Linked DNA regions of Mus musculus: regions 2, 3, 4, 5, 6 and 7 are each linked to region 1. A link is a contact called in public ChIA-PET, HiCAR-type, HiChIP or PLAC-seq and promoter capture Hi-C data. All regions are on one chromosome and are shown on one strand. Each heading gives the region's core, a stretch centred on a gene start, on an enhancer-like site or on the middle of the called end of the contact. The rest is flanking DNA. Distances are from core to core; before and after follow the strand shown. Region 1 holds the start of Cers2 (ceramide synthase 2). Region 2 holds the start of Bola1 (bolA-like 1 (E. coli)). Region 3 has its middle 22 kb from the start of Anp32e. Region 4 holds the start of H2bc18 (H2B clustered histone 18). Region 5 holds the start of H3c15 (H3 clustered histone 15). Region 6 holds the start of Anp32e (acidic (leucine-rich) nuclear phosphoprotein 32 family, member E). Region 7 holds the start of Car14 (carbonic anhydrase 14).

Region 1 (2,700 bases), core at 158-2,657:
GCCCAAAAATACAGGGCAGATTCTGGTAAAGCTAAGGGGTGAGGCTGTGACAACCGTGGCCTCAGGCTTCTCTGGGATGTTTCACAAACTTCCCTGCTCCAACCCCAAACACTATATAAGAATATGCCTTCCAGAGACAGGGAGAGGCCAGTAGGTTGAAGTAGCAGCGGCAAATGGGGTAGTGTTGAAAGGAACTGTACAATGTCAGTCTCCCTGTGGCCAGCGACAGAGAGAAACCTAGTCAGAGGCTCCAGTGAGAATAGAGGCACCAGAACTAGTTCACACACACAGCACACCACACCACACCCCTTAGAAATTAGGCACTATGTGGCCAGAAACAAGACCTAAGGAACGGAATATTTGACCTTAGGGGCCCCATCACAAATGCAAGACAGTCACCTTAGCTCTGGGATGGGAAGTGACCCCCTACCCCAGCTCTCACACAAACAGAAGTAATTTCTGGGGGAGGCCTTCCCTAACTCAGTTCTGGGGAAGACCGGCTCACTCCAGACCTCACAGCGCTTAGAACACCCTGACAGCTGAGGCTGGAAACTCGGATAAGTGAGATCTGGTTTGGATGCCAGGAGTGCAGCTTAGGCACAGGAATTCCCAAGCTCAGGCTAAAAAGAAATGCCACCCACCTGCAGGTAGCCAACTAACTTGAGGGCCTCTGGGCCTGTAATTAGCAAGTTACAACCCAGAGCTGGCCAAACACGCCCCATAACGGTATAGGAATGTGAGCCCTTTGGGGCCGGGACAGACACTAAAGAGTGTACTCCTTCCTGTTTCCCGTTAGGCACATGGACACTCTGACCTCCCTCTTGGGATGGGCACAAGGGGGTCAGAAACAGAGGCGGCAGCGGCGGCGGTAGCAGTAGCAGCAACAGCAGCAACAGCAGGGGCCGCCACCGTTCCTCCTCGGCCTCCACACTCAGGCCCCAGGACGCACGCGGGCCCGCAGGGGCTTCTAGCACCGAAGGTCCGCTACTGCTCCACTCCTAACAAAGGGGCGTCTGTACCATGGATCCTGAGCGAGCGCCCGGCCCCAGTCCCCCTACCTGTTGCCCCGCAGGCCTTCTCTGGTCCGAGGCCCCAGCCGGGCCCGGATCGCCCGCTCCAGCAGCGCTCGGCCCGCCCTCCGGCAGGCCGGCCGCCATGAGCCGGTGGAGGCCCCGCTCCCTCCGAGCTGCACCCTGAGCCCCCGCGCCCGTCACTGCCCCGCCACCCTCGCGGACCCGCGCACAGACTTACTCGGCGTCCGGTGCAGAGCTGCTCCGGCCCGGGCGCCGCTACTCCGTTTCCCACTTCTAGCGCCCGGCCGGTGCGCACTGACTGGGCCGGGTCCTCTCCTCCCCCTTCCGCTGCCCGCGGCTCCCTCCCTCCTTCCTCCTTTGCCCGCCGAGCCCCGGCGAGCCCAGGCCGAGCCCAGTAGCGGAGCTGAGTTGGGTGTGGGCCGCGGCCGGGCGGGGCCCGGTGCCCGGAACCCTGCGCTGCGCCTATGGAGCGGAGGAGCCCCGACGGGGCGGGTGGCACGTGCCCCGCAGGGCGCCTGGGTCTCTGAGTGGCGCGGTTGCGGCCCACCCGGACATTGGTCAGGGACCCCCTGGTGCTTGAGCCCAGAGCAGTTCAGAGCTGGCTGCCTCTGCCCAACCCCGCGGCCCTGGTGTGGTCGGCGACCTCAGCCCATGATTTACCCCCGGGTTGAATGCTACAATCCCATCGTCCGGCTTCACTGGGCATCAGAGGAAGGGTGCACGCGGAGAAAACCCTGCACAGATCCCGATGCTCCCTACGGTGAGATCCACAATGCCCCCTCCCCCAGCCCTGCTGTTTAGAGTCCTAACAGAGCTACTCAAACCTTTTGTAAAATGTACTCCAGGCTACACTATGGTTAGCCGTGATCAGTTTCGTATTAGAACCTGTTTTCCCTTAAATAGTCCCATAAAATCTATGCCTCAAGAAGAGAGCAGCAGGTTGGAGACATGGCTCAGCGGTTAAGAACACCGACTGCTGTTCTAGAGATACTGAGTTAAATTCCTAGCAACCACATGGTCACTCACAACTATCTGGGATCCCATGCACTCTTCTGGTGCGTCTGAAGACAGCCACATTGTACTCATATAAATTAATAAATAAGGGGACGGATGGGGGGGAGAGAGAGAGAGAAAGCGCCCAGCAGCCTTAACTCCCATCTCCCATACTCCCATTATGGACAGAACTTGACTAAGTTGTCAAGTGACCCTTAACCGGGAGAGTTAAGCTTAGCTTCTTCCATGTAAAAAATGCTTTAAAAACTATCCCCTGGGAAGTGGTGGCGCACTCCTTTAATCCCAGCACTTGGGAGGAAAAGGCAGGCGGATTTCTGAGTTCAAGGCCAGCCTGGTCTACAGAGTGAGTTCCAGGACAGCCAGGGCTACACAGAGAAACCCTGTCTCGAAAAACCAAAAAAAATACAAAACAAAACAAAACCAAAACCCTGCCTGGTGCAATTTCACATCTCATGCCCAAGCACAGTCCCAGCATTTGGGAGACTATGTTTTTTTTTAAACCTTCATAAAATAGTTTTGTTTTTTCTTTTTAAATTTATGTGTGTGAGTGTTTTGCCTGAATGTATGCATGTGTTCCACGAATGTCTGGTGGCCAACAAGGTCAGTGGAGGATATCAGATTCCCTGGAACTGGAGTTATATAAGGTTGTAAG
Region 2 (2,700 bases), core at 15-2,514, 880 kb before region 1:
ACACACAGAGTAGGAACTGCCTCAGCCATTCCTTGGAGTGGTCATGTGTTGTGTCCGGCCAGCAGACCACAACCTGGGTTCTAGCCTGGAAAGGCATTTTGGAAACCTGGAAGAGAAGAGGGGCTAGGTGGCGAGAGAAAAGAATGTAGCCAAGACAGTTACTCTGATCAAGGCTCAAATTTTATTGTTGCGACACTAGTTATGAAGGAAGGGGGAGGGGACCCGATTCCCGCGGAATAATCTCTGGTCCAGTAGAAAGGTGCACGTGTGTGGCTCCGCAGGTTCCAGCAGTGGGCGTGGCAGAACGAATGAGCAGGAAGCTCCACCCCTGAGCAAGCAGGTTTCAGGCTAGGGGAGGGGAGACTGCAGTCATGTGCTGATTTCATTCAGTTACCACATCCTGACCAAATGAGGTGAGAAAGTGGTCTTCTTGTTTCTCCTACACTGCTCTAAGAAGTCTCTTGTCATTTCTTTGGTCCTCACGTGTAGGTAATATGCTTACAGTAAACTGTGTGTATTTCCACCACACACTTGACACACGGTATCACAATGAACATTATGACTATTTCTCTAGTGCTTTGTAAACTCTGAGAGCAGGGCTGTCTTTATTCTATCTCTCTCAGGAACAAAGGAATCTCCGAAAGGAACAAAGCTGGGGTCCTACACAGAAGCGCGCGGGGGCAAGGCAAGTTAGTGCAGCTCTTAGGGAACTGTGTGACGATCTTCATTTTCCTTCTCACTGGAATTCTCTGTTTGGGGCAGGACAGATTATCTTGGGAAGAAAACTGTCCCAGCAGACATTCCCCTCTGAATTGAGCAAGGTCCGCTGTAATCTCATAAGAATCTGTTTTTGCTATGGAAGCACTCTATCAATAACCCAGGACAGTAATCCCAGCAGGTAGGAGGTAGAGGCAGGAGGATCAGGAAATAATGGACATTTCTAGAGTGGTAAAGGCCAACCTGGGCTACATGAGACTTCTTTTTTTATTAATTACATACAAATGACTTAAGCTATTTGGGTTATAGATCAAGAAGCTACAAATCTGGTGCAACCATCTTAAATTTACAGGAAACACTTTTGTTTTTATTGCTCTAATTTCCCGACTTTGCAGGATTTTACCGGTCGGGAGAAGCAGGGACTACAATTCCCATAAAACCTCTGGGTACTGGGTAACGCCTGCCAGACGCAACCGGACTGCGTTTCCTAGCGAGCCTCCTGACGCGGCGTTTGCGTGGTCCGACCGGAAATTCGGTTGTTAGATCAAGCGGTGGTACAGCAGGCTGCGCAGCAAGTACAAAGGTACCACCCTAGGGTTCGGAGAGACGATAGGGCTCTGACTCAGCCAAAAGGACCAAGTTGTACATTTTCCATTTTTCAGCTCCCAGCCATGCTTTCCCAGTGCCCTTAGTGCCTAGCGCTCTGGCCGCTCAATCGCCTTTGTCTCTCCGCTACCGGCGTAGAAGCCGCGTTAACCCGCCACGCAGAGTAGAGGCGGTTCCAGGGTGTGCTTGTCTGGGGTGCGTGGGCAGGGTGTGTGGACTCAGTCCCGTGTCCTTCGTTTCTCCGCAGCGAATGCTAAGTGCGCGATCGGCCCAGTGCATGGTCTCCATGGCCACGCGCTCGTGTGTATCGCGGGGCAGCGCGGGATCTGCGGCTGCAGGACCAGTGGAAGCCGCTATTCGCGCCAAATTGGAGCAAGCCCTGAGCCCCGAGGTACTGGAGCTGCGCAACGAGAGCGGTGGCCACGCAGTCCCAGCAGGCAGCGAGACGCATTTTCGCGTGGCGGTGGTGAGCTCTCGTTTCGAGGGGATGAGCCCCTTGCAACGGCACCGGTTGGTCCACGAGGCACTGTCGGAGGAGCTGGCTGGACCGGTACATGCCCTGGCCATCCAGGCGAAGACCCCCGCCCAGTGGAGAGAAAACCCACAGTTGGACATTAGTCCCCCCTGCCTAGGTGGGAGCAAGAAAACTCGAGGGACCTCTTAATAAATACCTGGATTGGGAGAACGATCCGAATGGGTCGACTGAGAATAAACTACTACATCACTACTACCTTATTCCTTGATTTGTACGGACCAGGAGCTCTGCCTTTTCTGCTAATGAACACCATGCAGAGGCAAAGACACCTCTGGTGAAAGCTAAGCTAGCCCAGGGAGAGAGCAGCCACTCCCTCCCTCTTGCCCTTGCCTGGGCTAGACTAGAGAAAGGTCCTGATGAATCGGAAAGGGCCATGATAATAAAAGAGAAGCTGGTGCATGAGGTCAAACGGTGCTCTTAATACCTGTTAAATTGGAGCTACACATCATTAGTGCATATGGGGGCTGGGGGAGGTTGCATAACACCACTGCGCACTTGGGTGTCAGAGAGTAATTTTCGGAGTTACTCCTCCCCCAGTTGCATGGTTCTGGAATTGAACTCAGAGAGGCCATCAGGTTTACACAGCTGTTAGGTCCCTACAGACGTTCTTATGAGAAGAAAATTACCTGTAGGCTAGAGAAGGGATTTGTGAGGAAGTGAACTATCTGGGTTTTGCAAGGATACCAAAATTAACCCGGAAAAGAGGGAATTCCTGCATTTGAAGCAGGAAAAGAACCGAAATAAACATTGGCTAGGTTTGGGGAATGGAGATGGCTCAGTGGTTAAGAGTACTGACTGCTCTTCCGAAAGTCCTGAGTTCAGTTCCCAGCAATCATATGGTG
Region 3 (2,700 bases), core at 79-2,578, 640 kb before region 1:
AAATAGCAGGGACCAAACCACTAGCTTTGTGCTACACTCTGCTCCATCCTTGTCTGTTTGAGGATAGGACTGGCTATGTGGCCTAGGATGGCCTGCAGTCCAAGACCTTTTCCATGTTTCTCAGACCTCCAAAGAAACTTCTACTGTACAAAACAAACTGATGCAAACATTCTAAAGTGGTTCGTTGGTTCTAATAAAAAGGATTTAAGGATGATTTTACTTTGATACTTTTGACAAACTACCTTCAGCTGTGATTGACTAAAAGACGGAAAAATAAGTCCTAACTCTCTCTGTAATGGACCTTTACAAAGTCTCTCTGTTGGAATCACTCGTTCGGTAAAGAAAGAGCCTTCGTGTTTTTTGTTTGTTTGTTTTTTCGAAGCAGGATTTCTCTGTCCTGGAACTTACTTTGTAGACCAGGCTGGCCTCGAACTCAGAAAATCGCCTACCTCTGCCTCCCAAGTGCTGGGATTAAAGGCGTGCGCCACCAAGCCCTGCTGTCTTCCTGTTTTATGTGTAGTCTCGGAGTCGGTTTTCTTCAGTGCTTTCTCCCAGCACCTGCTCAACTTGACTGATGTAGTTTTAAGTTTTATCAATTAGCAGCAGTTCCAGGAGTAGGGAAAGGGGATGGATAGATAGGAGGGTTAGCTCCTGAGGACAAGGTCAGTGAAAAATGTGTACAAACAAGCTGGACAGTGGTGGCGCACGCCTTTAATCCCAGCACTCAGGAGGCAGAGGCAGGCGGATTTCTGAGTTCGAGGCTAGCCTGGTCTACAGCGTGAGTTCCAGCACTGGCTGCTCTTACAGAGGACCAATCCCCAGAGGCTCCCAAGCATCTGATACCTCCGAGGGCACCAGGCACACGAGTGATACACACACACACACACACACACACAAGACATTCATACACATAAAATCTAAATTAAAACAAACAAACAAACAAAAAAACTAGCCCTCACCGGGCAGTGGTGGCGCACGCCTTTAATCCTAGCACTTGGGAGGCAGAGGCAGGCGGATTTCTGAGTTCGAGGCCAGCCTGGTCTACAGAGTGAGTTTCAGGACAGCCAGGGCTACACAGAGAAACCCTGTCTCGAAAAAAAACCAAAAACAACAAAACAAAACTAGCCCTCATTTCTTTAGAAGACACATAACGTTGCTGTTTCCGATTACTGGCTAACCAGGGTTGGGCGATAGTCTTCAACATCAGGCTTTAGAATGATGCAACACTGAAATTGGGAATCATTAGGCAAACGTTGCGAGACCCGAAGGACAATGAACAGCGTAGAGGATCCCTGAGGTCCGTGATGCGGAAACTCCAGAGCCGTGCTTCCGGCGCGACTGCGCATGCACGGGAGCTCTGACAAGGGATGGGGCGGGGGTTGGGGGGGTGGTGGAGTGAGGCCGAGCCTCGTGACCAGAGCTGCGGCCCAGTGGAGTTTAGAAAGGCGTCCTTGTGATGGGATTCGGTCAGGTCGAGTCTGTCCCTTAGCCCCTGGGGCAACCGTGTCTCACTCCCAGGAGCCCAGGCCTGGCAGGTGCATCCGACGTAGTCGATCTGACGTCACATCCGCCTTCGCTAGCTCCGGAACGAGTGCTCGATTTGCAGTTCTGTCCTAAGTCCTGTTCTTGGCGGACCCCAGCAGGGCGCTCTGCTGTAGTAGCAGCAATTAGAAAACGGAAAATAAAGATTGGAAGCTCGGGATATGCCCAGGGACTGCGGCAGAGGACTGACTTCCAAAAGCATTTAGATAAATGGCATGACCTGTTCAAGCCTATCAAGACCCGATACGTGGCAGCACGCTGGCTCGACCCGGGGATCGCGGTGGGAAACGCGACCTTAGAAGAGTCTCCTTAAAAGTTGGCGTCTAGCGCAGCACCTCCTGCGAACTGCAGCCCGGGAACCCCATATTCCGATATATACAGCTTTATTACAAAATAAAATCTGTAAAATCTTATAGATGACTGTGAACATCCACTTCTGTATTTGCCAGGCACTGGCATAGCCTCATACAGCTATACCAGGGTCCCTTCAGCAAAATCTTGCTGGCATATGCAATAGTGCCTGGGTTTGGTGGCTGATTATGGGATGGATCCCCTGGTGGGGTAGTCTCTGGATAGTCCATCCTTTCATCTTAGCTCCAAACTTTGTCTCTGTAACTCCTTTCATGGGTATTTTGTTCCCTACTCTAAGGAAGAGTGAAGTATCCACCCATTGGTCTTCCCTCTTCTTGATTTTCTTGTGTTTTGCAAATTGTATCTTGGGTGTCCTATGTTTCTGGGCTAATATCCACTTATCAGTGAGTGCCCCCAATAGAGAAGCTAGAGAAAGCACCCAAGGAGCTGAAGGGGTCTGCAACAATAGGTGGAACAACAATATGAACTAACCAGTATCCCCAGAGCTCGTGTCTCTAGCTGCATATGTAGCAGAAGATGGCTTAGTCGGCCAACACTGGGAAGAGAGGCCCCTTGGTATTGCAAACTTTATATGCCCCAGTACAGGGGAATGTCAGGGCCAAGAATTGGAAGTGGGTGGGTAGGGAAGCAGGGCGGGGTGAGGGTATAGGGAACTTTCGGGATAGCATTTGAAATGTATATAAAGAAAATATCTAATAAAAAATCTGTAAAATCACTTGGAATTCGAATTTTTTAAAATTCTCATTGTTAATCTTATCCAGAAAAATAATCTAATCTACAAATAAT
Region 4 (2,700 bases), core at 4-2,503, 950 kb before region 1:
CCATGAGATGACCACCAAGAGCAGCAGCAGCAGCAGTGGAGTACAGGCATCTGGAGCCTAGAGGATGACGCGTGTGCTACAAAGGGCATGGCTGGAGAAGTGACCCAAGGCCTTGGAGGAGCCCAGAAGATCGTAAGTTGGATCCCAGACATTGGACGGTTGGAGATTGACTTTTGCTTTTGATTGTGACTGTGCCCTGATAGTTTCCCTCTTGAAGGAAGAAACTGTTTTAGTGGAGCCCACAGTTAAGAGACTTTTAATTGTAAAAAGACTTCGGATTTTAAAAGAGATGGATATTTTAAAGAGATTGAAATTTTAAGAATATGTAAAGACTGTGGGACTTTTAAAGTTATTTAGACCTTGGGGATGAATAAGAATGTAAGGGTTGAGGCTTACTAGTGATGTGTTTGTGTGTCAAGTTGACAAGGGGTCAATTGTACTGGCTAGTTTTGTGTCAACTTGACACAGCTGGGGTTATCACAGAGAAAGGAGCTTCAGTTGAGGAAATGCCTCCATGAGATTCAACTCTAAGGCATTTTCTCAATTAGTGATCAAGGGGGAAAGGCCCCTTGTGGGTGGGACCATCTCTGGGCTGGTAGTCTTGGGTTATATAAGAGAGCAGGCTGAGCAAGCCAAGACACCGCCCAACACTTTGAAACGCTCGATGTTGCACCAGAGCGCTGCAGGGTAACAGACTCATCATGGCTTAACCTTACCTGCTAGATCAGACCCTTAGTGCTTACAGTCTTTTTTTGAGAACTAAAGTGGCTCTGAAAAGAGCCTTTTGGGTAAAGCCGATCAATCACGTCTCTGCTGCACTTCACTTGGAGCTGGTGTACTTGGTGACGGCCTTGGTGCCTTCCGACACAGCGTGTTTAGCCAACTCTCCCGGCAGCAGCAGACGCACGGCTGTCTGGATCTCCCGGGAAGTGATGGTCGAGCGCTTGTTGTAATGCGCCAGACGGGAAGCCTCACCTGCGATGCGCTCGAAGATATCGTTCACGAAGGAATTCATGATTCCCATAGCCTTAGATGAGATGCCCGTGTCGGGGTGCACTTGCTTCAGGACCTTGTACACGTAAACAGAATAGCTCTCCTTGCGGCTGCGCTTGCGCTTCTTGCCATCTTTCTTCTGCACTTTCGTGACAGCTTTCTTAGAGCCCTTCTTTGGGGCAGGAGCAGACTTCGCTGGATCCGGCATTTTCCTCCGCGTCTAAAGATGCAACGTAAGGTAGACCGGGCAACTACGAACTGTTTCAGCGCGGCTTGCTATGCGGTACTTATAGAGCTTGTATGCAAATGAGGTTTCACACGGTATTCCATTTTTATTGGTTGATTTACAGCAGAGTCAGCGTCAAGGAGGCGGAGCCTACTCAAACCGATTCTGGTTGCGAGCCTTGGTGGTGCTTAGAGGAAATTCTTTCTAGCCAATCGCAGCCTTCCATTTCATGCTAGCCTGTTATTGAGAGCGGCAGTTTTGCCTCAGCTGTTCTTTATGTTCCCTTCGCTTACAGATCCTTAAAACACCAGGTTGAAATAAGTTAACTATCGCTCTTAGGTATCACGCTTGGAATTTTGGGGCTATTTTTCAGGTTCACAGTTCTGAGACCCTAATTAGAACTCCTTTTTTGGACTGGCCCATATTTGAGTAGTGAGCTCAAGACCAGCTCTAAATGGAATAAACCTGGGATAAGGAATGTGATTACTGGTAACTGTTAGGCCTGACACACTTGAGGGCGTATTTGAAACACTGAAAATCAATTTGCAAAGCTGACACAGCTACTTTCATCGACAACGTAGGTGGCTCTGAAAAGAGCCTTTGTGGGGGATGGAAGGGAAACAGGGCGCTTAAGCGCGCTCCCCACGGATGCGGCGGGCCAACTGGATGTCCTTGGGCATGATGGTGACGCGTTTGGCGTGGATGGCGCACAGGTTGGTGTCCTCGAACAGCCCCACCAGGTAGGCCTCGCTCGCCTCCTGCAGCGCCATGACGGCCGAGCTCTGGAAGCGCAGGTCCGTCTTGAAGTCCTGCGCGATCTCGCGCACCAGGCGCTGGAACGGCAGCTTGCGGATCAGCAGCTCGGTCGACTTCTGGTAGCGCCGGATCTCCCGCAGCGCCACGGTGCCGGGCCGGTAGCGGTGCGGCTTCTTCACGCCGCCCGTGGCCGGGGCGCTCTTGCGGGCGGCCTTGGTGGCCAGCTGCTTGCGCGGGGCCTTGCCGCCGGTGGACTTGCGGGCGGTCTGCTTCGTACGGGCCATATTTTTGCGACTTCGGCTTGCAGACGCCAAGTGGCCATACTTATAGACTTATCTTCGTCTTGATTGGGCCCAGAAAGCAGGAGTTTCTGGACTTGCAGTCTGATTGGGTAGAATTCGATCCTATTTGCTGAGTTTCAAGATGGTTACACTATTCCTTCTCTCCTGATACTTTTCCTTCCTGTATTTATGAACCGCAGAGGGTTTTAAAAAGATAGTGCTTTTCAGTTGATGTAACTTTCCTAAATGCAGTGTTTAAAGTGTTTCTCACGCAGTGTGCTCTTCTAACAGGTTTCTTTGGAAACAAACTTGCCCTTTTCATGTTCTGCGATTCACTTTGTAGCGAGTCACCAGATACTGTAGCTCTTCTCTGACAGTTAGCATTTATTTAACTTCAGGCTTTGTGCCCAGTGATTTGAACGCATTGTACCACGGCCGAAAGAT
Region 5 (2,700 bases), core at 123-2,622, 920 kb before region 1:
CGCAAATGAAGCCACCGAGCACGCGCGTCGTGATTCGCGCGTTCCAGGGCGGCGCCGGGGCGAGGGAGCCGGTCTTATGTAAATGAGAGGCTTCTGTCCGCGCGCTCCTATTGGCCACGGCGTCAGGACGCGTGTGAGCCAATGAGAGCGTCGGGCGGACAATCGGGTCTGCGTCTATAAAAGGGTGAGGCGTCGGCGCCGGAGTACCGTTTCCTGGTTGTGGCCGTTCGTCTGTTTGCGCTTTCGTGATGTCCGGTCGTGGCAAGCAAGGAGGCAAGGCCCGCGCCAAGGCCAAGTCGCGGTCTTCCCGGGCCGGGCTACAGTTCCCGGTGGGGCGTGTGCACCGGCTGCTGCGCAAGGGCAACTACGCGGAGCGTGTGGGTGCCGGCGCGCCGGTATACATGGCGGCGGTGCTGGAGTACCTAACGGCCGAGATCCTGGAGCTGGCGGGCAACGCGGCCCGCGACAACAAGAAGACGCGCATCATCCCGCGCCACCTGCAGCTGGCCATCCGCAACGACGAGGAGCTCAACAAGCTGCTGGGCAAAGTGACGATCGCGCAGGGCGGCGTCCTGCCCAACATCCAGGCCGTGCTGCTGCCCAAGAAGACGGAGAGCCACCATAAGGCGAAGGGCAAGTGAGGCCACTGCTCGCGTCGGCCCGCGTCTCTGTGATATAACCCCCGCGAGCTCCTAAAAAGGCTCTTTTCAGAGCCACCCACTGAATCAGATAAAGAGTTGTGTCACGGTAGCCGGTCTTGGTGGCCTTTCCTGGCCCTGCCCCAAAAGTAAGAGTGTCGTGTCCTCTGCTTCCTTGCCCATCCTGCCCGTGGTTCCCCCTGGTAGTTAGTCTGTTGTCGCTCTTTGGTTCATGCCCTGCCTCGGCGGAGCGGATACGCGGTTCTCGCTGACCGTCCCAAGCATTTAGCCCCTATCTGCCCACACCCTTGTCCTACACAACACTGTCCCTCACTCAGCGTCCACCCGCCTGACCCTTCCCAGGACTAAGACTCAACTAGGACGTCTAGGCCAATCTAGACATAAGTCGCAGTCAGCCGCGCTCTCGTCCGGTCCTTGGGGAATGTCTAGGAGGAGGAGGTGTCCCGCGAGGACTGGACGCGGCCGGCTCTAGGGATCATGGGGGACTGGGGCTGGGACTGTGGCTGTGGCTGGGCGGTGCTGCACAAACACTAGATTAGTTCTGCCCTGGGACTTTGGGCGGCGGGCGGGGGCGCGCGAGCTCCTCTTGGGCAGAGCCGGGACCCGCCCTCTACGGGCAGCTGCCAGACGTGGCTCCACCCTCGCAGAACGTTGGCAAGTGGACCGGGCGCGGGGCTGGACGTGGGGGGCGGGTGGGGGCGGGTCAGGTGGCGTGGCGGGCCCGAGCCAATGGGCGAGGTCGGGGCCGGTGACGCCACGGCCAATGGCGCGGCAGCGCGGGAGTTTCAAGTCGCTGTCTCCGCCCCGCCGCGGGGAAGACTGCGCCTATAAAGGCGGCCGGCTCGGGCCGGTATCAGGTCCCCGAGTGCTCCTCGTTTGGGTGTCTTCCGTCTTCGCCATGGCCCGTACGAAGCAGACTGCCCGCAAGTCCACCGGCGGCAAGGCCCCGCGCAAGCAGCTGGCCACCAAGGCCGCCCGCAAGAGCGCCCCGGCCACGGGCGGCGTGAAGAAGCCGCACCGCTACCGGCCCGGCACCGTGGCGCTGCGGGAGATCCGGCGCTACCAGAAGTCGACCGAGCTGCTGATCCGCAAGCTGCCGTTCCAGCGCCTGGTGCGCGAGATCGCGCAGGACTTCAAGACGGACCTGCGCTTCCAGAGCTCGGCCGTCATGGCGCTGCAGGAGGCGAGCGAGGCCTACCTGGTGGGGCTGTTCGAGGACACCAACCTGTGCGCCATCCACGCCAAACGCGTCACCATCATGCCCAAGGACATCCAGTTGGCCCGCCGCATCCGTGGGGAGCGCGCTTAAGCGCCCTGTCTCCCATCCATTCCCCACAAAGGCTCTTTTCAGAGCCACCACAGCTTCCCGGAAAGAGCTGTTTACTTCGCTTAGAGCTTTGTCCGCACATTATCCCGCTCCATAGCTCTAGGTTGGTATCTGACTTATACCTGTTATGTCTACATAATGGTTGCTTTCAAGGAAGGTTTGAATGCCCTTAGTGTAAGTTGTTTAACGTTAATTGCGGTCTTATTCAGACTCCTAGCTTGTTAACCCGAAGTAGGTTCACCACCTCAGTCTAAGGGGAGGGGATAATCTTACGGAGGGTTGGGGCTTGGTGGATACTATGTAATGTTCCTACCCAGCTGGAGCAGAGAAGGCTTTGTAAGTAGCTGAAGGCTGAGATCTAGCTTACAGCTCATAATTACATCACCAGACTTCTGGACGACTGAAGATTATTGTTGCTCATTTAATGCAATGTCTGAGGCTTACGGGGCTCAACGTCGGTGGTAAGTGGACTATGAGTAATATCCAGTGATAAAGCTTTGTTCTCTAACACTTGATTAGAAGACCTGCTAGCTACTTGGGATTCAGCATTTATTGCTATGATATGGTTCAATGGCAATTGGGTAGTTTTTCCTCTTACTCCTATTAATTTACTTCAAAATGACAACTCCATTCCCCCCTTCCCACTTTGGCAGGCACCTTTCTGGACCGAAATACACTGGATATCAAAGGGGAATCCCTTTACAATTCCTTAGC
Region 6 (2,700 bases), core at 31-2,530, 610 kb before region 1:
TAACCCTCACAGCAACAATGTTTCCACCACCTCTCTCTCGCCTCCAGTCACCAAAACCCGCAAAGGAACCACGAAAATCAGCAGGGCTCAGGGACCGTTGGCTCTGCATGATAACTGTGGAGGCCCGGCAGATGCCCGCCTTTGAGCGGGCGTCAAGGGACCACGGCGGCGCGGACCCCTTGTCCCTCGATTTCACGCCGCGGCCGCGAATCAGCGAGCCTGGTCCCCGCCCGCCGCGGCCAATCTCCAGACCCGCGGACCTGGCGTAAACCGCTAGGGAATCCGACGGCGGGGAGTCGGGGCGACGCCTCCCGGGCCCCCTTCAAGACTCGGGACTCTTCCCTACGACCGCACTGAGCGCAGCGAGGCTCGCACAAGCCTCCAGCTTGCGTAAAAGTCCGCGCGCCACGCGGATCGCGGCCCGCGCCGTCGGGTCCCGGGATTCCGCTGCGGCCCCGGCCGCGGCGCGTGCTGCCCGCGAGCGGGCACGGTCGGAGGGAGCGTGGGGCACAGATCGGCGCGAGTCCCACACCCGGGGCCGCGGCCGGCCGAGTGGCGGCGCCGCGGGAAAGTTACACCAACTTCGCAGGTGGCGAGGACCCGGGGGTCGCGCCCACGCCGCCCGCGCCCGCGATGCCGGGCCACCAGTCTGCGAGGACGCCATGGGGCTGAGCCCCCGCGCGCTCACGAAAATGCCCCTAGAAACTTAAGCCCTTCGCCATTTTAAGCACAAGAGCCTGGTGATTTAAAACTTAAAATAAACACCCCGCCTCCACCCCAAGTGGGGGCGCGCTTCCCAGCCCGCCCTGCGCACCCACCCGGACCCCCGAAGCCCACCCCTCACGATCCAGGGCGGGAGGGGACTATGGGGGCTGAGTCATCTCACCTCCTCCGGGGCTCTGTTCTTCAACTCCATGTTAATCTTCTTCTTCATCTCCATGTCCTCCTCCTTTCCCCTCGCCTGCCCTCCCCACTATCCCCAACCCTAAAAAAACCTCTAAAGGTCTGGAGATGAATGAAAAGAGACGCAAAGACGAACGCCCACTACCACACGGGTGTGGGAGAGAAAGAAAAGAATAGCAAATGGAGTCCGACGACTTGGGACTAACTCGGCTGCCCCCACCTCCGAGTCCACACACCCGCGCGCGCACACTCGGGCACGCACACACTTTCACACAGAGAGAGTGAGGGAGAGAGACACGCGCGCGCCCGCAGTTCCTTCCCCTTCAATGGCTGCTGCGAGACTGAGCCTCCATGACACGGCACCGCCAACCCCCCCTAGCCTACACTCCACCCACCTCCCAACGGGATTGGTCGAGTCCTTAGCGTCACACGACTCCATTGGGCTAGAGGGTTGTCCATTTGTCTTTAGGGGGGACCTGGACCAGAAACTCAGTGTCTATTGGCTCTGACTAGGCGCGCAGTTAATTCCGATAGGTTCGGGAGGATGTACGTCCCGGAGAAATGATTTTGAATCCCAGTCGCCCCCCTCCTTTTCTTTGTGTGATTGGCGCGCTTTCCCCTTGGTAGTAGGACGGTTTGGGTGTCTGTTGGGTTTGTTTTTGTTTGTTTGGGGTTTTTCTGGCTTCAGGGTTAAAAGGAAGGGAAAAGGCGTCGTTGGCATCCCCAAGTTGTAAGTGGGTCATGCAACACACTGCACCCAGAGCTTTCGGTGGTCTTAAAGCACAAGCCTTCTGCTCTGCGGCTAAAGTGTAAGCAGGGGCGCGAGCGCGAACAGCGTGTTGGTGACACCTCCCCGTCCCGAACTGCTTGTAGAACCAGAGCGTGATAAAGAAGGTATTTTAACTTCCAACATAAAGGGGGGAACGGCTCTGAAAGCAGAGTTGAGTTTAGCACGTTGAGTCAGAAGCCTTTAAATAAAACTGTCCAGGAGGAGTTGATACTGAGGTCATTTGTCACTGCTAAAAAGTTGGAATATTAGAGCCAGCCGCGGTGGCACACGCCTTTAATCCCAGCACTGGAAGGCAGAGTCAGGCAGATCTCTGAATTCGAGGCCAACCTGGTCTACAGAGCGAGTTCCAGGATTACACAGAAAGGGGGGTGGGGTGGGGAGAGACTGTTTCCAAAAGACAGAAAAACAAACAAACAAAATTGACACCTTAGAGGAAAAATAACACAGGCCTAAAGAAACACAATTATCAGAAACTGTCCAGCAAGGCCTCTCCTTTCCTACAGGAATCTACTTAAAATGTTCTTTTAAGTGTGAGGGGATGGAGAGGCAATGACCTCTAGCAGAGGTTCCACCCTGGTTCGATTTCTAGCACCCATATAGTGGCTCATAATCACCCATAACTACAATGCCAGGAAATTCAGAGGCATCCTCCGGACTCCACAGGCCACAGGCACAGATGCATTGTGTGTGCGTACGTGCAGGCAAAACACACGGATATGCAAAAACAAAATAAGTAAATTAAAAACAAAACCAAAACTTTTTTTTTCTGTTTAATGTTCCTGAAAGATCCAACATTCCTTTAATCATAGCCCTCAGAAGGGAGAGAGGGGCAGATCCACAGTCATCTACTAAGTAAATCCAAGGCCAGCCTCTGTCACAAAATAACAATAACAACAGAAACTATGTAATTATTTCTTTTAGATTCCTTTTTCTCTGCTTCTTAGTTGCCATGTGTTGCAATTCCTTCTGTGATAAACTATACCAAGATCTGTGAACTAAAACAAATC
Region 7 (2,700 bases), core at 157-2,656, 590 kb before region 1:
ACTTTAAGACGGAAACTTTTTTTTAGGGGATGAAGTATTCGCAAAGCGATAAAACGTTGTGTGTGTGTGTGTGTGTGTGTGTGTGTGTGTGTGTGTGTATTTTAAATATATATATATATTTTTAAAAAGTCCTTACTCTGAAGCTCAGTCGTGGGACAGAAAAGCACTCTGAGCTCCTGTCTCCGCAGGAGTGATGACCTGGCACATGCATTATTCTGTTCATTTGGCTTTTATCCCGTGCCCTTGTTTGGCTTCTGCTCCTTTGTTTTGGCTATTTATTGCTACTTGATAGGAGTAAGGAGGGCAGAAAGACCTCACAGAGGTTATGGAGGAGAGATTTCACCATCTAGCTTGAAATTATCTGTGGTCTTCACACTCACTAATGAGGGACTTAGGATGTACATTCCGATCGGGATTTCTAGTCCCGTGGGGGAGCGCACACCAGCCACATTCCTGAGACGCCACGCAGCCTCCATGCTCCACTAGCAAACTCAGTTCCACCACAGCAAGTTTCACTTGATCCCACAGGACCTGCCTGGACCCTTTGTTGGGTGGGCGGGAAGCCCCTGGACCCCTCACCCACCTGGTCACATGGCCTTTCTATGGCCCCTCCCCTCTCTTTCTTTGGAGTCCGCCTTTTTCTCATGGTGACAGTAATTGTTTCTACAGTCACCCATCACTCCTCCTGCCCGGCCTCTCTGCTAGGGGTCAGTGTCCTCTTCAGTGACAAAAGGCGCCCTAGATCTGGGCTCCCTGGGGAGGGAGGTGGCTGGATCTGGTAGTTAGAATGCTGTCTCTCCCTGGTGCTGCGACAACCCCTCCCCCGCTGTGCACACAAATGGGCTTTATCCGGCAAACAAAACCGCACCCCCACCCCAGGCTACACAGGCACGTGGACCTAAGCCTCACCAAGGGAAGGGGGTGGTGACAGGCGCCAGAGAAAGACGAGGCAGAAGACAAATATTCTCCTCGCCCCACTTCTTGCTCTCCACAATCCAGATTTTAAAGTTTGACTTTCCACTCCCCACCTGCTCCCTGAGCCTCCAACTTCTGTTCTCCTATCTCCCGAATCTGAATTCTTTCTGGTTCCAACCAGCTCAACTTCTCTTGGTTTCAGAAACAGGTTCCCCACCAGCAGTCCCATACCACCCAGGGATGTGCTCCTCAGGCAGGGGAATGAGAACACGGTGTCCTGGGAGGGAGAGGTGCGAAACCCCCCTTCCCTGACCGAGAGTTCCAGGGGACACCCGTACGAGCGGCAGTGTAAATAGCAAAGGAAGAGCTCACTCCAGGGTCCTGAGCCAAGGCCAGGGCGCTGGGCTCTGCTGGGCCATCCTGCATGCCTAATCCGCTATTTAAGGAGCTGCTCGGCTGCAGCCCAGGCACCACCCCCCTCCTCACGTACACCGGTTTCGAGCCACCTTAAAAGCGGGAGGCAACTGTGAAGTTGCTGGCCAGTAAGTGGTGTGGAGATTACGAAGGGACATACGGAGAGGGCAGAGAGAGGAAGAGAGAGAAAGTGAGAGAGGAAGAAATTTATCCTGGGATCCAGAAGTTCGTGTTAACCTGTGGAAAATCAAGTCCCTGGAAGTCTGCAGAGACAGAGACAAGAAGAAAAGAGATAGAACGCCAGAAACTCCTCTCTCTCCCTCCCTCTCCACCTCTCTCTTCTAAACCCCAAATTCCTGGTCCCTTGTACCCCATTGTGGGGATAATATGTTGTTCTTCGCTCTCCTGTTAAAGGTGACTTGGATCCTGGCTGCAGATGGGGGTAGGTACAACTGGGTCTGTGCTAATGTCCACCCGTAGCCATGTGTACTTATGTGGGGGAGGAGAGGTTTCAGAAAGGGAAGCCTAGGGGCTGGGGGGTAGGGGGGGGAGGCATGGGGTGGGAGAAAGACTATGGAGGAGATCCTTCCATTCTTTTCCTTTTCCTCTCTAACCCAGCGATTACTGCTATCTCTGCGACAGGGAGAGCTAGCCAGAGGCCAGTGTGTGAATGCTCAGGAGTGTAGGACACTCGGCCAGCTACAGTTCTCCAGTCCACTCTTTCCCCACTGCCCTAGTCCCGGGCAGCCCTCCTGCCCGTCTTTGTTTACGCACTCTGCTGGTTAGGGAGAGCAGGGGTGAGAAGGGACACGTGCTGCAGTCCTGCCCGACTCAGACCCCGACCCTCTGCTGATCAAAGGATAACTCCATTACCTGCCAAGGGGCAGGGGCAGCTGGTCCATTTCCCTGAAAGGAACACGACTAAACGTTTGCTCAGCTCTTTATAGTGTACAAAGGGCTTTCAGGATTAGGAGAGAGGTGGGGAGACGTTGGAGAAAACAAGCTAAGTTGTTTCTGGAACGCCTGAAGGATTCCCACAACTTTTTTTGTTGTTATTGCTTATTTTTATTTACTTTTTTTTTTGAGACAAGGTTTCACGTGGCCAGACCTATCTCAAACTCACTCTGTAGCTGAGGTTAGACCTGCTTGGCTCTGCCTCCCCATGCCTGGTTTCTACACCCTGTTTTTGTGCTTCTCAGGCCCCATTCTGTATCCAGCACATAGTAGGTGAGGGATTAAAGTTTATTGGAAGGACGAGGTGGGGGGGGGGATTATCTAGAAAGCGAGAGGAAGATGGGACCAAGGGATCCAAAAGAAAATGAGGAGTCACAAATCTCTTCTGAGAAGAAACAATTTGGAAAGAGGAAAAAA

Evidence for each region. Promoter capture Hi-C pulls out the DNA fragments that hold promoters and counts their contacts. ChIA-PET counts read pairs in DNA pulled down with a chosen protein or histone mark. HiCAR-type assays count read pairs that join an accessible place to other places. HiChIP or PLAC-seq counts read pairs in DNA pulled down with a chosen protein or histone mark.
Region 2: a contact with region 1 is called in an HNF4G HiChIP or PLAC-seq map of pancreatic cancer cells. The contact joins the promoter of Bola1 here to the promoter of Cers2 in region 1. A contact is called at or near these places in 2 of 39 promoter capture datasets (the HPC-7 cell line and cranial neural crest) and 2 of 115 datasets of contacts at active chromatin or transcription factors (memory CD8 T cells and pancreatic cancer cells).
Region 3: a contact with region 1 is called in an RNA polymerase II ChIA-PET map of memory CD8 T cells, with 11 read pairs. The contact joins the enhancer-like site here to the promoter of Cers2 in region 1. A contact is called at or near these places in 3 of 115 datasets of contacts at active chromatin or transcription factors (bone marrow-derived macrophages, embryonic midbrain and memory CD8 T cells) and 1 of 9 other capture datasets (macrophages).
Region 4: a promoter capture Hi-C map of the HPC-7 cell line shows a contact between it and region 1. The contact joins the promoter of H2bc18 here to the promoter of Cers2 in region 1. A contact is called at or near these places in 4 of 39 promoter capture datasets (the HPC-7 cell line, HPC-7-derived erythroid cells, erythroid cells and 2 more), 1 of 484 Hi-C or Micro-C datasets (the G1E-ER4 cell line), 3 of 115 datasets of contacts at active chromatin or transcription factors (bone marrow-derived macrophages, memory CD8 T cells and pancreatic cancer cells) and 1 of 9 other capture datasets (macrophages).
Region 5: a contact with region 1 is called in a promoter capture Hi-C map of the HPC-7 cell line. The contact joins the promoter of H3c15 here to the promoter of Cers2 in region 1. A contact is called at or near these places in 4 of 39 promoter capture datasets (the HPC-7 cell line, liver, neutrophils and 1 more), 1 of 115 datasets of contacts at active chromatin or transcription factors (bone marrow-derived macrophages) and 1 of 9 other capture datasets (liver).
Region 6: a contact with region 1 is called in an H3K4me3 HiChIP or PLAC-seq map of fetal liver, with 2.8 times the contacts expected there. The contact joins the promoter of Anp32e here to the promoter of Cers2 in region 1. A contact is called at or near these places in 3 of 39 promoter capture datasets (frontonasal cranial neural crest, liver and neural stem cells), 3 of 115 datasets of contacts at active chromatin or transcription factors (astrocytes, cardiomyocytes and fetal liver) and 2 of 9 other capture datasets (liver and pancreatic islet).
Region 7: a HiCAR-type map of kidney shows a contact between it and region 1, with 2.4 times the contacts expected there. The contact joins the promoter of Car14 here to the promoter of Cers2 in region 1. A contact is called at or near these places in 7 of 39 promoter capture datasets (cranial neural crest, embryonic stem cells, hippocampal neurons and 4 more), 1 of 484 Hi-C or Micro-C datasets (pro-B cells), 4 of 115 datasets of contacts at active chromatin or transcription factors (embryonic limb bud, kidney, memory CD8 T cells and 1 more) and 2 of 9 other capture datasets (adipose tissue and liver).

What each region holds. Positions count from the first base shown.
Region 1 is chr3:95,313,897-95,316,596 of GRCm38.p6, reverse strand. It overlaps Cers2 (ceramide synthase 2), which reads right to left and starts at 1,407. Exons shown (of 11, transcript NM_029789.2): 1 at 1,252-1,407. It overlaps Anxa9 (annexin A9), which reads left to right and starts at 1,417. Exons shown (of 14, transcript NM_001379545.1): 1 at 1,417-1,794. It overlaps LOC115489748, which reads left to right and starts at 801. Exons shown (of 2, transcript XM_030252979.1): 1 at 801-840; 2 at 1,033-1,853. The coding sequence starts at 801. The coding sequence ends at 1,835.
Region 2 is chr3:96,196,150-96,198,849 of GRCm38.p6, reverse strand. It overlaps Bola1 (bolA-like 1 (E. coli)), which reads left to right and starts at 1,264. Exons shown (of 2, transcript NM_026975.2): 1 at 1,264-1,300; 2 at 1,571-2,262. The coding sequence starts at 1,574. The coding sequence ends at 1,987.
Region 3 is chr3:95,949,934-95,952,633 of GRCm38.p6, reverse strand. No RefSeq gene overlaps it. Among named protein-coding and RNA genes, the nearest start is that of Anp32e, 22 kb to the right of the region's middle. Within about 2 kb of position 1,328, at least 443 of the 459 cell types and tissues checked have an H3K27ac peak or open chromatin away from gene starts, as enhancers often do. A contact at or near this core is called in bone marrow-derived macrophages, macrophages and memory CD8 T cells, where this site is marked.
Region 4 is chr3:96,268,253-96,270,952 of GRCm38.p6, reverse strand. H2bc18 (H2B clustered histone 18) reads right to left here and starts at 1,253. Exons shown (of 1, transcript NM_175666.3): 1 at 761-1,253. The coding sequence starts at 1,201. The coding sequence ends at 821. H3c13 (H3 clustered histone 13) reads right to left here and starts at 2,299. Exons shown (of 1, transcript NM_178215.2): 1 at 1,798-2,299. The coding sequence starts at 2,259. The coding sequence ends at 1,849.
Region 5 is chr3:96,237,799-96,240,498 of GRCm38.p6, reverse strand. H3c15 (H3 clustered histone 15) reads left to right here and starts at 1,372. Exons shown (of 1, transcript NM_054045.4): 1 at 1,372-2,020. The coding sequence starts at 1,558. The coding sequence ends at 1,968. It overlaps H2ac19 (H2A clustered histone 19), which reads left to right and starts at 125. Exons shown (of 1, transcript NM_178212.3): 1 at 125-720. The coding sequence starts at 249. The coding sequence ends at 641.
Region 6 is chr3:95,927,837-95,930,536 of GRCm38.p6, reverse strand. Anp32e (acidic (leucine-rich) nuclear phosphoprotein 32 family, member E) reads right to left here and starts at 1,280. Exons shown (of 7, transcript NM_023210.4): 1 at 887-1,280. The coding sequence starts at 940. Gm46815 (a long non-coding RNA gene) reads left to right here and starts at 1,512. Exons shown (of 3, transcript XR_001783926.1): 1 at 1,512-1,797.
Region 7 is chr3:95,903,391-95,906,090 of GRCm38.p6, reverse strand. It overlaps Car14 (carbonic anhydrase 14), which reads left to right and starts at 1,406. Exons shown (of 11, transcript NM_011797.3): 1 at 1,406-1,771. The coding sequence starts at 1,717.